Regions from separate parts of the Mus musculus genome. Here all the other regions are linked to region 1. Evidence: chromatin contacts called from public Hi-C and HiChIP or PLAC-seq data. All regions are on one chromosome and are shown on one strand. The core of a region is the stretch at or near the end of the contact, and the rest is flanking DNA. Distances in the headings are between cores, read along the strand shown. Region 1 overlaps Ube2n (ubiquitin-conjugating enzyme E2N). Region 2 overlaps Eea1 (early endosome antigen 1). Region 3 overlaps Gm33377 (a long non-coding RNA gene).

Region 1 (3,129 bases), core at 421-2,920:
ACCATCTGTAATTGTGGCACACAAACCAAACACTCATAAGATAAAAATAAATCTTCTTTTAAAAGACTGCAATCCTCCATTACTCAGCCAATGAAGAGAAGGAGGGAGAGACTGGTGTTTAGGGTCATAAAAGTTCTCTGCTCTCAATGAGGGCACCCACACTTGCAAGGTCACAAACTGCTTCACTTCTGCTATTGAGTACTCTGTGCTTGTTATTTCAAAAAGGAATTTTCACTGCTCACTAAAAGAAAAGGATCTAACTTAGTATTATTAACACTCCACTGGAAGTCTTGTTAGGCCAAGTTTCTAAAACACTAATAAATTTGACAAGCTGGCTTTTAAAAATTATTTATCTGTTCACTTAACATTCAATATCAGACCCCCTCTCCTCCCTTTCTCCTCTGAAAAGGGGGAGCCCTCTCTGGGTATGACCACCCACCCTTGTCCCAGAACATTAAGTCTCTACAGGACTAGAGTCATCCGCTTCCAGTGAAGTTCCCCAGTGAGGGGAACGAGAGCCACACACAGGCAACTGACTCAGGGACAAACCTGTTCCAGTTGTTGAGGGATCTGCATGAAGACCAAGCTGCACTTCTGTTACAAATGGGGGGGGGGGGGTAGGTCCAACCCATGCGCGCTCTGTCATTGGTGAGGTTTTTTGGTTTTTTTAGCTTGCATATTTTATATCCGAGAATAGTAACTTAATAGGGGAAGAAAAAGGGGTCTGGCTTCATCATCAATGACAACCAGGGGAGCTGCTTGTTAGATGTTAGTTTTATATGGTAAACTTAACATCCCATGTAACGCATTAGTAAAACTGAATTTGAATTTTGATTAAAAAAATTTCCCTTAATCATTCATATTTTCCTTTGTTCACACACATATTTCCTTTCCTTATTCTTCCTATTATGTTGGAGCTGGAGCCGTAGAAAAATATGGAAATGTGAGGTAACCAAATGATAGCCACAGTGTAAGACTGCACGGTAAAGTAATAGCAAAATCAGACTTGTAGATATCCACTGTTCCATCCATTATTCTTTTGGCTGCTTCACAAGTAAACACCCTTGATTTGGCAATCAGCACACACCCCTAGACACACATAAACACACCCACCCACAAACTTTTATGGATCTCTCCTTGCCACCTCAATATTAATTCCTCAATTTTTGATACAGGCATTTATATCAAATACTTGGGTGTCAGAAGCAAAAGGATCAGGAATTCAAAGTTATCCTCAGCTACACATCAAATTTAAGCTAACCCAGGCTATGCAAAACTCTGTTTAAAACAAAACAAAACAAACAAAAAACAAAAACAAAACAAAAACCCTGTGTGCCAGAACTTAATTAGAAGAGTCCATTGTAGAAAGAATGTCAGGAGTTAGCACCAAGGGAACAAATAGTGGAATAGCAGCAGCTTCTACTGGACACGAGCATCAAGACTACACACATCGTAGAGTGTACCAAATCCAATGATGCAGTGAAATCACTGCTGTCCAATCCTAAACCTCTTACTAGCTACCTCTGTGGCTCTCCTGAAGATTGAAATGCCTAATAGATGCTGTTCCTGCTCAAATTACCTAAAGCTGCCTTGGTTGCTTGGTAACTATATAGTCTCTAAAATTAGAGAAGTGAAAAGGGGACATGCTGGCTAGTTTTTTGTCAACTTGACACAAATGAATTATCTGAGAAGAGGAACCTCAATTGAGAAAATGCCTCCATCAGATTGCCCATGATTAATTACTGGTGTGAAAGCCCAGCTCACTTTGGGGGAGGGATTAAATACCACCCCAGGCAGGTGGTCCTGGGTTGTATGAGAAAGTAAGCAGAGCAAGTAATGGGAAAAACCCAGGAAGATATGTCCCTCCGAGGTCTCTGCTTCAGTTCCTGCCTTGGCCTCCCTGATGGACTGTAACATGTAAGACAAGCCCTAAGCCCTTTCCTCCTCCAGTTACTTTTGGTTGTGATGCTCAGCACAGCAATAGAAACCCAGGGCAGGACAGGAAATTAACAGACTGAGAATGGAGTGGATTCCTGTGGGAGGAACTAAGTGGGGAAGAAAAAAATAAGGCAATTATAATGTCTATCAACGGCTTTCTACATAGTTTAAAATCATTTTAAGATAGTATTAAATTCATACTACAGCCTGGAGAGTTTTACCTTACAAAGGAAAAAAAATTGTATGATATGCTTAAAACTGAGGCCTGCCCTGAACACCAAAAACTCTGGCACTAAACTTACAGGCACTTTATTAAAATAAATTAAATCTTACTGTTACTAGAAATTTCCCCTTTGAGTATCTCTGAGACTTGTAATTGTAAGTACTGTTCCATAGTCTTTTGCCCTAGGGGATAATCATAGATATAGATATAGATTGTGTCCCAGTACATTCTCTAAACAAGGAAGAAATTTGTTACCAATGAAATCTAGTTTTGGTGTTTGTGGTTTTGTTTTTGAGGAAAGGCATAGCTGTTTTGCCCAGGCTGACCTCTAAATCTTGACCCTGCTTCAGTAGTGAATTACAGGCATGTATCACCATACCCAATTTCTAAGCTTTTGGTTTTAACTTGTTCATAAAATATGAAATTAATATACATGAAATTAGTTATACTCCTAGCAATCAAAATCCCAAGTCACATTCAAGAATGTTATCTTATACAGACAAAAGCCCTAAAACGAAGTTGGGCATGATGGCGAATGCCTTTAGGTTGTAGCAAGTTCCTCCAAGACAGCCAGGGCTGTTATATAGAGAAACCCTGTCTCAAACAACCAAAACCAAAAACCAAACAAACAAAAACCAAACCAAACCAAACAAACAAACAAAAAAAAAAAAAACAAAAAGCAGCCCTAAAACTGTGTAAGGTACACAGTTGTTACCGGCAGCTGCATTGTTGGCTTCATTCCTCAATCTGGTTGCATCACTGTTCACAAATTGCACTGCAAATAATCGCACCCTAGAAGCTAGTGATCACACTTTTATAGGGACAGCAGAGTTGGGACAACTCAACTGTAGTGTCTCTGTACTGTTGGAGTTTCAGCCTGTGTGCTACCAAAGCAAGCAGTGTTCCTTTCAGCTGAATTCAGATCTCAAATGCAACAGCCACAACACAATGCAGTGCCTACAGATGTC
Region 2 (3,129 bases), core at 279-2,778, 490 kb before region 1:
TAGTTATTTCTCTCATGTTTATTTACTTCCTTCTACCTCCCACTACAACATAAGGCACAGAATATAAATACATTGTCTTTCTTCTTCATTAGTATATATCCAAGACACATGACACTGTTGCTCTGAAATAAACACTGAATGAAAACAACCAGTGCAGCTGGGTGTAGTGTGGCAAACACCTTTGATCCTAGCACTTAGGACACAGAAGCAGGTAGATCTCTGAGTTCCAGCCAGGTCTACAGAGTGAGTACCAGGACAGCCAGGGCTACACAGAGACCCTGTCTTACACTGGCCCTCCCCCGGCCCACCCCCACATCACTGCACTCTCACACATATATACTTATGCAAGCTTACTTCTATGCCCAGTAGGACTCCTCTAAATCAGCAAAGCCCTCTTCTTCCTCAATATCCTGCAATAGATGACATCTGCAACATCTACTTTCTACCCAGAATACAGCCCCAGCTTTACAGGTAGGCCATGCAGTGTTAGCGGCAAGTAGGCACCAGCATCTTGAATGATTTAAAAGTTGATCACTGTCAAGTGGGCTTCTCATTTCTCTAAGCTTCAGTTATGAAGAATGACACCACCTACTTGCTCTCAGCTTTTGCTCCGGCCACCAAGAACTCCTCTCACCACCTTTGACTACTCTTCTGGCATCCAAGTTCCCCAGGGCAAAGCTTTCTGCAGAAGTCACGGTTTTCATTCTCCATTGAAATCAGGTTTTCCCTTCCCGGATCCTGTTTACCCATCTCCCTCTCTAACCGGCCATCAGACTAGTCCTGTAGGCAAGCAGAGGAGGCCGCCTACCCCTGCTTTTGTCACTGCCATCCTCCTCGTAGATAAGCCTGTGCTGGTTTGGAAGTGTGGTAAATCTCCAACCCAAATAAGCCCAAGCAATGAAAACACAACTCGATTAATCTGAACACAGGCTTTGCACCTAGATTGGGCAGATCTACCACTTCACTACTATTTTCCCCATATAAGAGACCCCTTAGAACTTGTGCTTTCTCCAGTCCAGGTGCTTCTGCTCCACTTTCCTTCCTCCTCCTCCTCTGTCATCCCCACTTTCTTTCCTTTCCTCCCAAAACCTTCAGCTCCACCTTCCCCTCTCTCTCCACCCAATCACTGGCTCTAGCCTTTATTTACAAATTAAGGTGGGAAGCAGGTTTACAGGAAATCACCTGAGTGCTGACTCCTTCCTTGTTCACAGCCCCTCCCAGGAGAACGGAGTTACCATCATCTATGATTAGCCCAGGGCTGTCTGCAGCATTGCCACCCTTGACAGTTTATTGCTACCTGTAAATCCCTGAAGTCACTCAAGAAGTAAGACTTGATGATTTAGTCTTTGTCTTATTCTCAATTTCTGCAAACTTCCCACAAAATATAAAACACAGACAGAATTAACAGTGCACTCTCAACATTCATATTAACTTAATTCCTCACCAGAACTCATTCTATACTGCAATCACACAAGGATTTTGCAATAGTCTGAAATCAGGAAAACTAAAAAGTATGACTGTCTTACTCAGTGACCACAACTTCCTATCTGCTGATTGCATGACCTCATCTTCAATGCCTATCACTTCAGTCTCCTTCCAGCTGATTCATGTTAGCCTAGCTTTTCTTTCTAAACCTCAAACTTTTCTTGTAGTTCATTTCCTGTCACCTCAAAATACCCCAGACAACCACCCCACAAAATACCAACTCCAGATCAGTACTGCAATCTGTCCCTTTCCTCCCATACTTCTGAAAAGTGCTAGAATAAAGGCACAGATTTCCATAGAGTGTCTGAGTTCCACTCGCCAGTAACCACACAGAATAATCATCTCAGTGGTTTTATTTCCAGCTGTGTCTCCACCTACAGTTAACTCTGAGACACCAGGTAAGAAAACCCTCTTAGCTGTTGACCTCTACCAAAGTTTTCATTTTCATTTCTTTCCTACTCTTAACAGTAAAATCCCAGGGTAACCTACAGTTATACAATCCAGCTTAACCCCCATCGCCTTGAAATCCTATCAGGTGTTCATCTCTGCCAAATTGTTCTTACCAAGGCCCAAAACCTCCATGTTGCAAATCTAACAAGTATCTCAGTTTTCTTGAGCTAGGAAAAGAAATATAAACTATTTTTACAACTTAAATGTAAATTATATGAAAAGCGGGTAGAAACTAGAGGAAAATTTGGTTTAGGAAGAATTTTTGAGAAATAAAGAGATATGTAGGAATAGGTTTCTTGTTCATGACACTTATTAAAAAATGCTGGAAGATAAGTGACTAAAGGAATCAGATGATAAGACACTATGGTACCTCCACAGTGGGCAGTATATGTGGGCTTATCCACTGAAGCTCGAAAGACAGAAGGAAGTGTCAAGGGTCACATTCAGACAGAGGAGGCAAATATGGGCACAGGCAGACACGGTGCAATAGGAAAAAGAATAGAAAGTCAAGGTAGATCACTTAAGAAAAAAATCTCACATATCAGGATGTAATTGTAGGTAATAATAGGCCAGGATCAGCCAGGCAGGGATTCAGAGCTGGGAAGAATGCTGAAGCTTCAAGTAGTTACTGAGAATGTTAGAGTGAGGACGTCATGTCAACAAAACCCACTGAGATGATGATTCTGTGTGCTTACTGACGAGTGGAACTCAGACACTCTACGGAGATCTGTGCTTTTATTCTAGCAATTTCAACTGGTGCCCAGGCAAAAATCCTTAGCCATCCTTCCCTTTCCTCCCCAACGTGTTTTCTGGTCATGAAGTTTTGTTGCCGCATTAGAATTCCAAACTAAGACACCAAGCAACCCTGGCATGCACAGTAAGCCTCACACAGCACTTGCATGCCTCCCACCCTGACCCTCCTTCTGGATGTGACTACGACACTCAGATAGCTGTGCATCCTGCTTAATTACCATGGGCGCTGTTTGCACCATCAGCAAGCATCCACGGCAGCAGGCACTTTGTATGTTTTATGCACAGCCATAGATAGACACAGAATCAGTTCCCTGGCTGAGAATATGGCTCAGTACCGAACATATAGAGGCAATACTATTTACTGATTAAACACAGAAGGGATACATGAATCCAGGATTCTGTCTCTCTCTTTGTCTGACTCTTGTGTCATTCATTCATCAA
Region 3 (3,129 bases), core at 448-2,947, 350 kb before region 1:
AGAGGATTGTGTTAAATGGGGCAACAAATTAAATGTGCATGTCAGGGCTGCAAAGGAAGGAGTCTTGCAGGAAAGTGAACCTGACTCCCATGTCAACGAGCGCGGTAACATCACTGCAGTGTTGTCTGGGGAATGGTTGGAACGATATAGGACCCAGATGGTTCCACCCGAAGGAATCCTGAGCTCTCAGAACTCAGGAATGGAAGAGAGAGGAACTGAGAGAGACAGGGAACAGACTATCTTTGTGGCAGTCAAGGTATTTGCACCTGGAGGTCATAATCAGCCACTGTCCTCTGTTTTGTGGCAGGACCAAGAGGGAGAAGCAGTTGAGGGCAGGGGATGCTGCATGCAGGGGTGGGTGGGTGGGGGCGTGGGGTCTTGACCCTCACAACTGAGCAACTGGTTGAATTTGAGGATCAAGAAAGAAGAGCTGCCGAGGGCCATGGTGTCCAGCTCAAATCCCAGCATGGAGGAGGTGCGGAAGGAATCAGAAATTCAGGGTCATCCTCAACTATATAGGGAGGTCGAGGCTAGCCTGGACCTCATGATACTATTGCAAAAGACAGACAGAAAGAAAGGAAGGAAAAGGGAGGAGGAAAAAGGAAGGTATGAGAAAAAAATGTTACATTTTTGGTAATAACACGAAGCAAGGACTGTAAAAAAAAGGATACTACGCTGTGCATTCAATACTACTGCATTTCTTACTTTTCCTAGTATTTTCCTAGTACTTTGTTTGTTTTTTCGAGACAGGGTTTCTCTGTGTAGCCCTGGCTGTCCTGGAACTCATTCTGTAGACCAGGCTGGCCTCGAACTCAGAAATCCACCTGCCTCTGCCTCCCAAGTGCTCAGATTAAAGGCATGCGCCACCATGCCCAGCTTCCAGTATTTCTGTTATGTACAGCACTCAACATTTTATAACCATGGAAACAGAGGCTTTTATATAGTCTGTTTAGTAAAGGTTAGACGTGAGATCAAGTATATATATATATATATAGGATACACATATACGATATACATATACATCTAGATTTACATATACATATGACCGTCTTGATAGAGCCCAGGCTGGTCTCAAGCCCGTGATTTTTCAGACCTCTGTCTCCCCAGCCCAGGACTGCAGGTATGTGCTCTTTCTTGCCTTGCCTTTCTGGTGAAACGCTGGCAGATGTGTTTCCAAGCAGCAGTACTGAGTTTTGAGTATCAGTAGGACATTTGACTAAAGGTGCCTAGCAGGTCACAGGAAATGAAATCGAGGTTCAGGAAATGATGCAGGTTAGAGGGACAAGTCCAGAGTCATTAGTTAAAAACTGCGAGCTAAACTGTGAGACTACCCTTACTTTGTCTGGATTTGTCTAGTTCAGTTCTGTTGGGTGGATCTCTTTAGGCATGCCAAGTATCAGGAACTTAAAAAAAAAAAAAAAAAAAAAAAAGTAACTGGGTGCAGACGCACACTCCAGTAATCACAGCAGTCAGAGGGGTGGGGCAGGAGGATTACTTTCAGTTCAGTCCAGGGGAATTTGACCCTCTACACTGAGGAATCTTTATCCTTGCTTTGTATCCTCCTCGCCACTGTTAGCTGCTGATTTACCTCAGCCTTGAGTAAGTTGCGCTATCTTCTGATCTCAGTTAGTGGGTGTGTTATCCCCACTGCTCCACACCGCTGCACCACGCACTGTATCGGTTTCTTTCTGTTCCTGAGCTTAGAGGAGGGAAGGTTTTGCTTAAGTGGGTACAAGCCGCCTTGGTGGGGCTGGCACCGGAGTAGGAACCGCAGGAACCAGAAATCAGAAAGCCGCCTTGGTGGGGCTGGCACCGGAGTAGGAACCGCAGGAACCAGAAATCAGAAAGCCAGAGAGATCACATTTCAGGAAACAGAAAGAACAGGAAGTGGCGTCAGGTTAGAAAACCTCAAAGCTTGCCCCCAGTGATCTACTTCCTCTAGCAACACTCTACCTCCTTAAGGTTCCTCCCAAGCAATAACTACAGGGAATCAAATGTCCAAGTACATCGACTGTCTTAGTTACTTTTCTGTTGCTATGACAAAACACCAAGGCCAAGGCTAGCTAATTTATTTATTTATCTTGGCAATTTATTTTTTAAAAAAATTAAAAAAAGAGTTTAATTAGAGGGTTAGAGTTATGATGGACAAGCAAAGGCACGGCAGCAAGTGGCTGGAGCGGCAGCTGAAGCTCACGTCTCTCAATCCACAAGTAGGAGGCAGAGAATGCATTGGGAATGTCAGTAGGTGTTTGAAACCCCAAGCCCAACCACAGTGACACACTTCTTTCAATAAGGCTACATCTACCCATCCTTCCTAAACAGTTCCACCAACTGGGGACTAAACATTCAAATATATGAGTCTCTGTGGGCCATTCTCATTCAAACCACTACGTTTCTGACACATGAAAACTAGGCGCATATTCAAACCACTGCTGTTGTGATTTGTGTTTTTAGAGTTCAGAGAATAAGAGATCAGACCGAAGCTATTGATTATTGTTCTTTTCTTTCAGGGATACGGTCTGACTATGTAGTACTGGCTAGTCTGGAACCAACTCTCACTGGGTAACCCAGGCTAGCCTTGAACCCACACCCATCCTCCTGTCTCGGTTTCTGGAGCTATAGGCGTGTTGCCTGCATGTCTGCTTCATGTATACACGGAGGACACCTATGGAATGAGTTGTTTTCAGAGAGATGACTTTGAATTCCAGTTTATTCAGCATCCTTAACAACAAACAAGTGCATTGTAATAGACTTAATGATTCAGAGGAAAAGGATTTTGTGTGTCTATGAGAAGTTACAGGGGAAAGCAAACAACTGTCAGATAAAGGTCATATTCCTCTCCAAACTGTATTTTTCTTCTTCTTCATTCTGTTCATTTGTTTTTGAGACAGGGTCCCGTGCAGCTCAGGCTGGCCCCATGTGTATTCTGGAGAAGATTTGGCAGATGCTGGGATTGCAGACATGAGCTAGCACACGGTACTTCACAGTGTCTCCGGTCATTAAGCTTTGTTCTCTTTGGTAATGCATATATGCTGGAGGGATAGGAGGCACGGCAGATTTTATTTCTAAAATTCTGTGTCTTGCTTTTGGACAGAGGGAGGTGAGACAGCATCTTTCTGTCTGGCATCT

The links. A called contact is a pair of places that touch in the nucleus more often than the background predicts. HiChIP or PLAC-seq counts read pairs in DNA pulled down with a chosen protein or histone mark.
Region 2: a Hi-C map of bone marrow-derived macrophages shows a contact between it and region 1, with 15 read pairs. The contact joins two enhancer-like sites. A contact is called at or near these places in 1 of 15 datasets of contacts at CTCF or cohesin (the NIH/3T3 cell line), 18 of 484 Hi-C or Micro-C datasets (3T3-L1-derived adipocytes, B cells, the C2C12 cell line and 12 more), 2 of 115 datasets of contacts at active chromatin or transcription factors (the NIH/3T3 cell line and embryonic fibroblasts) and 1 of 9 other capture datasets (liver).
Region 3: a contact with region 1 is called in an H3K27ac HiChIP or PLAC-seq map of microglia, with 10 times the contacts expected there. The contact joins two enhancer-like sites. A contact is called at or near these places in 4 of 39 promoter capture datasets (embryonic stem cells and neural stem cells), 2 of 15 datasets of contacts at CTCF or cohesin (both in the NIH/3T3 cell line), 45 of 484 Hi-C or Micro-C datasets (the AtT-20 cell line, the C2C12 cell line, DN2 thymocytes and 29 more), 26 of 115 datasets of contacts at active chromatin or transcription factors (bone marrow-derived macrophages, craniofacial prominence, effector CD8 T cells and 14 more) and 4 of 9 other capture datasets (adipose tissue, bone marrow-derived macrophages, liver and 1 more).

Annotation. Positions count from the first base shown.
Region 1 is chr10:95,529,437-95,532,565 of GRCm38.p6, reverse strand. All of the region lies in intron 1 of Ube2n (ubiquitin-conjugating enzyme E2N), which reads right to left. Among named protein-coding and RNA genes, the nearest start is that of Ube2n, 16 kb to the right of the region's middle. Within about 2 kb of position 1,670, at least 24 of the 459 cell types and tissues checked have an H3K27ac peak or open chromatin away from gene starts, as enhancers often do. A contact at or near this core is called in bone marrow-derived macrophages and microglia, where this site is marked.
Region 2 is chr10:96,014,375-96,017,503 of GRCm38.p6, reverse strand. All of the region lies in intron 13 of Eea1 (early endosome antigen 1), which reads right to left. Among named protein-coding and RNA genes, the nearest start is that of Eea1, 75 kb to the right of the region's middle. Within about 2 kb of position 1,528, at least 85 of the 459 cell types and tissues checked have an H3K27ac peak or open chromatin away from gene starts, as enhancers often do. A contact at or near this core is called in bone marrow-derived macrophages, where this site is marked.
Region 3 is chr10:95,878,894-95,882,022 of GRCm38.p6, reverse strand. All of the region lies in intron 3 of Gm33377 (a long non-coding RNA gene), which reads right to left. Among named protein-coding and RNA genes, the nearest start is that of Gm24433, 18 kb to the left of the region's middle. Within about 2 kb of position 1,697, at least 88 of the 459 cell types and tissues checked have an H3K27ac peak or open chromatin away from gene starts, as enhancers often do. A contact at or near this core is called in bone marrow-derived macrophages and microglia, where this site is marked.